2 separate regions of the Zea mays genome follow, and region 2 is linked to region 1. A link is a contact called in public Hi-C data. All regions are on one chromosome and are shown on one strand. The core of a region is the stretch at or near the end of the contact, and the rest is flanking DNA. Distances in the headings are between cores, read along the strand shown. Region 1 holds the start of LOC103635889 (translocase of chloroplast 159, chloroplastic). Region 2 holds the start of LOC100191932.

Evidence for each region. Hi-C and Micro-C count contacts between places; a contact is called where the count stands out from the background.
Region 2: a Hi-C map of endosperm shows a contact between it and region 1, with 2.4 times the contacts expected there. The contact joins the promoter of LOC100191932 here to the promoter of LOC103635889 in region 1. A contact is called at or near these places in 7 of 25 Hi-C or Micro-C datasets (bundle sheath, ear, endosperm and 3 more).

The regions. Positions count from the first base shown.
Region 1 is chr8:130,232,380-130,235,259 of Zm-B73-REFERENCE-NAM-5.0, forward strand. It overlaps LOC103635889 (translocase of chloroplast 159, chloroplastic), which reads left to right and starts at 1,296. Exons shown (of 2, transcript XM_008658269.3): 1 at 1,296-2,738; 2 at 2,825-2,880. The coding sequence starts at 1,521.
Region 2 is chr8:130,498,408-130,501,405 of Zm-B73-REFERENCE-NAM-5.0, forward strand. It overlaps LOC100191932, which reads left to right and starts at 1,307. Exons shown (of 7, transcript NM_001137356.1): 1 at 1,307-1,644. The coding sequence starts at 1,423.

The DNA of each region.
Region 1 (2,880 bases), core at 46-2,545:
CGTGGTCGAGGTCGAGTCTGTCTTCCAAGGCCGAGGTCGAGTCCGAGCCCCTGGGTCGGGCGAGGCGGAGACCGTCGGCTGAGGCCAGGGCTGAGTTCGAGCCCTGGGGTCGGGCGAAGCGGAGTTTGTCGTCTTCCGGGGCTGAGCCTGAGTCCGAGCCCTAGGGTCGGGCGATGCGGAGTTCGTCGTCTTCCGGGGCTGAGCCCGAGTCCGAGCCCTGGGGTCGGGCGAAGCGGAGTTCGTCGTCTTCCGGGGCTGAGCTCGGACCCGAGTCCGAGCCCTGGGGTCGGGCGATGCGGAGTTCGTCGTCTTCCGGGGCTGAGCCCGAGTCCGAGCCCTGGGTCGGGCGAGGCGGAGTTCGTCGTCTTCCGGGGCTGAGCCCGAGTCCGAGCCCTGGGGTCGGGCGATGCGGAGTTCGTCATCTTCCGGGGCTGAGCCCGAGTCCGAGCCCTGGGGTCGGGCGATGCGGAGTTCGTCGTCTTCCGGGGCTGAGCCCGAGTCCGAGCCCTGGGTCGGGCGAGGCGGAGCTTCCTATGGCGCTCGAGGCCGGACTTGGCTGCTGTCAGCCGCACTCTGTCGAGTGGCACAACAGTCGGAGCGGCGCAGGCGGCGCTGTCCTCTTGTCAGGCCGGTCAGTGGAGCGGCGAAGTGACTACGGTCACTTCGGCTCTGTCGACTGAAGGGCGCGCGTCAGGATAAGGTGTCAGACCACTTTTGCATTAAATGCTCCTGCGATACGGTCGGTCGGCGTGGCGACTTGGCCAAGGTTGCTTCTTGGCGAAGACTGGGCCTCGGGCGAGCCGAAGATGTGTCCGTTGCTTGAGGGGGCACTCGGGCGAGACGTGAATCCTCCGGGGTCGGCCGCCCTTGCCCGAGGCTGGGCTCGGGCGAGGCGAGGTTGTGTCCCTTGAGTGGACCGAGCCTTAACTTAATCGCACCCATCAGGCCTTTGCAGCTTTGTGCTGATGGGAGTTACCGGCTGAGATTAGGAGTCTTAAGGGTACCCCTAATTATAGTCCCCGACAGTTACATATATAAATATATAAACTTAATTAATTTTATCTAAATTATAATTATTAAAATAAAATTCAATTACAACGAAACAAACCGGACCTTAGATATGCTTTTAGCATCTAATAATTAACTAAATATTTTTTGCTAGCTAACTAACTATTAGCTTTTGTCCGTTCAAACTTCCGTAGTTTGCTTGCTTGCCTGCGTTGCCATCTCACCATGATTTGTACTGTTGCGCAGTCGTGTCATTGTGTGGCGCCGTCTCATCCCAAAACTACACGCCAAACCAAGTAAAAACCAAATCTGTTCTTCTGTTAAAAATCCGAAATGGGAAGAATCCCACACATAAATATCCCGGAGATAATTTTATCTTCCCAGACTGACCTAAAACCCTCCTCACCTTATCTTCTCGTCGCCTCCCCTTCCCCCACCCTGCTTCCTCGAATCCTACTGCTGGTGCCGCTGTTTTCTTGCTTCGTTGCGTGCTGGCGGAGCAAGAGGCGGACATGGCCACCACCACCGACGCCGCCCCAGTCGCGCCCGTGGAGGAAGGGAACGCCGCCCCGGCGGCCGCCGAGGAGGAGCCGCCCAAGAAAGTCGAGGCAGCCGTGGCCACCACCGACGCCGCCCCAGTCGCTCCCGCGTCCGTGGAGGACGAAAATCCGGCCCTGGCGGCGGCGGCCGAGGAGGAGCTAACCGAGAAATTCGAGTCGGCAGCGGCGGCGGCGGCGGAGGAGGAGGTGGATGATAGGGAGGCGCCGAAGCAGGTCGTGGCGGATGTGGGAGAGAGGGAGGAGGAGGAGGAGGAGGTGAGATTGGAGGCGAAGAGTGAGGGCGTTGCGGGTCCAGAGGCCGAGAACGGAAAGGCGGAGGGTGTTGTCGTCGGGGGACATGATGGCAGGGATGTAAATGAGGCGGAAGAGGATCGTAGAGTTGGGAAGTTGGGCGCCGCGACGGCCGTGAAGGATGGCGGCGGCGAAGAACCGGCGTCGGAGGATGGAGAGGCGGCCGCTTCTGTGTCAGCGCCAGTGTCAGAGGTGGAGTCCAAGTCGGAGAACGGTGAATCGGGGGAGGGGGATCCTTCTCTGGCTTCCCCTGATGCGCCGGAAAGTGATGAGAAGGGCGAATTGCAGGAGGAGGAGCAGCATGATGAGGAAAGAGGTGCTGCAGTAGAGGTAAATGTTGTGGATAAGATAGCAGAGGATGTCGAGTCGCCTGTGGCTGAAGAGGAGAAACTGGTACCGGAAGTTGAGAAGGGCGAGGAGGTAGGTTCTGGGAGTGCAGTTGGTGGCGAGTTGAGTGATGAGGAGGAGGTTGAGGTCTCTCCCTCTCCTCTGGGCGAGGAGGTGGCAGAGGTGGCAGAACCACAGGATAAGGTAGCCCATGTTTCTGAAGCTAATGGTGAATTGGGTGATGGGAAAGAAGCGAGTGATGATGTGGTTGCTCTGGGAGGTGGAGAAGCCACTAACAAGGATGCTGTTGGTGATGATGTGGTGGCTCTGGGAGGTGAAGAAACCTTAGAAGAATCGACAAACAAGGATGCTGATGGTGATGATTCTCTGGGAGGTGGAGAAGCTTCAGAAGAATCGGCTAACAAGGATGCTGATGGTGATGATGTGGTGGCTCAGGGAGGTGAAGAAGCCCTAGAAGAATCGACCAAGAAGGATGCTGATGTTGAAGATGAGGCCATCAGGCCTGAGCCACCGAGTGAGGCAACTGCAGTGGTAAGTGAGCATCCTCAATATGATCTTGTCACTAGTAGCCTTGATTCTAGTCGGGATGTAAACAACTCAAATGATGACAAACCCAGGTTATGAATGATGGAAGCATAGAGGAGCTTGCCCCTGCAAGTGCTGAGGAGATCAT
Region 2 (2,998 bases), core at 57-2,556, 270 kb after region 1:
AAGGCCTAAGGGGATGTTAAAGCGATGACTTGTGGTTGTGGTGTGGAAGAGCGACGGCCCCATGCAGTCGAACTCATTAATATCATTCAATTATTAGATCTTTTAAGGGTTATAATATTATATTTTATAATTAATTAAATTATATAATTAGCTCTTATGATAGGGATTCTATAGACATTTAAAAACGTCGCAAAACCATATCAAAAGAGTTTATTTAGACGGTTTTCAATAATTCAAGGGGTAGAATACCTGATTTTATAGATGTGGGTGAAATAGAGAACCATCAATAATTTAGCGAGTTAAGTAGAATTTTTTTTCCAATATGACGGTGATGGAGCCACCGAGGTGTATAAGGATTGGGTTTAGGATTGTAGAGAAGTACTATGATGGATCCCCCTCTTTAAGAAATAGAGCTAACGTGGTCAAATACAAAGGATGGATAGGGATATTACCACTACCACTTAAACTATCTAGGAGTCTAGATGTAAACACAGATAAGCTAAGGACTAAGCACCACACTTATAAACTCACTATTTGAAATTTGATTAGGGGAGGATGAATAGACGAAACTTGAAATTCTTATGTGTAGGAGTCAAACAGCTGCTAATCTCCTAACATCTCTTTAGTTTTGTGTGCTTGTGCTTGGGTTTTCTCCTAGTCTCTTTTTCGTTTTGTTTTGTTTTATGTGTTTGTGCTTGGGCTTGGTCCTGTTTTCATGGGGTGTATCTGTATTTTAAACCTCGGCTTTCTAGGCTTTTCCTCTCTTTAATATAACAGACAAATCTCTAGCCGGTTTGTTTCAAAAAAATTTAAGGGTGTGTTTGGTTGAGGAGTGAGGGAGAATAGAGTGGATCCATTCCAATTTTTTGGATGTTTGATTTCTAACAAAATAAGAGCGAAGTGGCTCCTGAATTTCATATGGAAATTTATCATAAATAGTTAGAACACTCTCGCTCCACAAAAATGACCGGATGCGAGCGTTCTCCCCCTCTCCTCTCATCTACAGTCATACGGCTCTCCAACCAAATAAAAAATAAAGTGGCTTCACTCTAATTTACTATTCAACCAAATAAAAATAAAACGACTCCGTTGTTTTTGCCAAACACAGTATAAAATAATCCATAAACCACTCTATTATATTAGACTATTCAACTAAACATAAACACAGTAAATATGATGATACCCCTCTCAATAAAACTGGTTTATTAAATGCGGAGAGACGTGTGGAAACCCTTTGCCAACCATGAGCATTTCTACACAAAAAGGAAGCCAAAAAAAACCCAAAAATAGGAGAAAAACCATCCCACTCCAATCTTCGAAGGGTCGAACTAGGCCCGTCAGAGAATCAGAGCTCTGAGGCTGCTCACATCAGGCCACCACCAACCCCTCACGTCGGCGGTGGCGTCGTCGGCGAAGGCAGAGATGGCGTCCGTGGCCGCGGCGGAGGTCGCGGCGGCGGCGCTCCGGTCGGTGCTGTCGCGCGCGCAGCAGGCGGCGGCGCGGGCGGGGCGCGCGCCGGGGTCCGTGCGCGTGGTGGCGGTGAGCAAGACCAAGCCGGTGCCTGTCATCCGGGGCGTCTACGACGCGGGCCACCGCTGCTTCGGCGAGAACTACGTCCAGGAGCTCATCGACAAGGCGCCTCAGGTTGGGTTGAATTGGTCACCCGCTTTCTGACTCCAATAGAATCTTGCTTTTGGTTCCTCCGCCGTGCAAATTGATTATCTGATAGAACATTAAAACTAGAGACAGCATCTCGTTAAATTAAGTATCCAAATTCCCGTGATCAATATCTTGAGAGTGACGAGCTTTGATTTTTGGGAACGTATCTCGTGCTCACGCTATGTCGGTGCTCATGTGAGCACTTTAAATCCTGACTGTTCCTATTTAATCCAACGATTAATGCCTTTTATTCACTTAAGCCCTCCCACCTCAGGTTCTTTTCTTAATTATTCTGTCCTTTTCCCTAATCCAACTGGCCCCGCGATTGGCCCCGTGATTGACGCATGCAAATACACATAGTATGATTGACGCATGCAAATACAAATAGATTGTACCACAGTTTTCAAGCCACTATAATAACGCACACAAATACACCCAGACTAGGTACTTTTTCTTTTGCGTGGCTTAGATAGTTCTTTAGATTTCTTGATTCTTTTACTCCTTCCCTTCGAGCGGACATCATTTGGTGGATGTATATATACTTCTTTCGGAATTTCGCAACCGATGAAACCTTCATACTCTTGTTGGCTAGTCTGCACCATAGTAGGTACAATCTGAGAAAGAGAAGCTTCTATGTTCATCATGCTTGCGAAAGGGCCTCTAGCTGAGTTGGTTAGGTGGTCTGAGTAGCACTCCTCAGGTCCTGGGTTCGACTCCCCGTGGGAGCGAATTTCAGGCTGTGGTTAAAAAAATCCCCTCGTCTGTCCCACGCCAAAGCACAGGTCTAAGGCTCAGCCCCGGTCGTGGTCGTTCTCACATGGGCTTCGATGCCGCTGTGTATGGGTGGGGCAGGGGTTCGGGGGTTTTCTTGACCTGTGTGAGAAGGTCTTCTTCTTAATACAATACCCGGGGGCTGTCTTACCCCCCGCAGGTCAAGTTTTTTTATGTTCATCATGCTTGACACCAAAAAAATCATGCCTTCTTTTGAACTCTTTGCTTGTTGAATCATGTCTTCTACCTTGTTGCGCACAGTTGCTACCTTTTTTCTTCTATCCACTTCATCAGCATCTAATGACTTCTCGTCCAATAAGTTACCTTCCTCATCATACACACTCTCTCTAAAGTAACAAAAAGAATATTATCAGGTAAATGATGTACACATAGTATGATAAAAGATAGATATTTTTACCTCTTGCATCTTGTTTCAAACCTCTTTAAGAAGTAAGGCAAAGGTAGTTCATTAAGCTTTTCACATCTCAATGTTAAAATGACATGGCGACATGGAATTCCCATCTCCTCGAATAACATGCATGAGCAATTCCCAAATGTATTGGAGGTG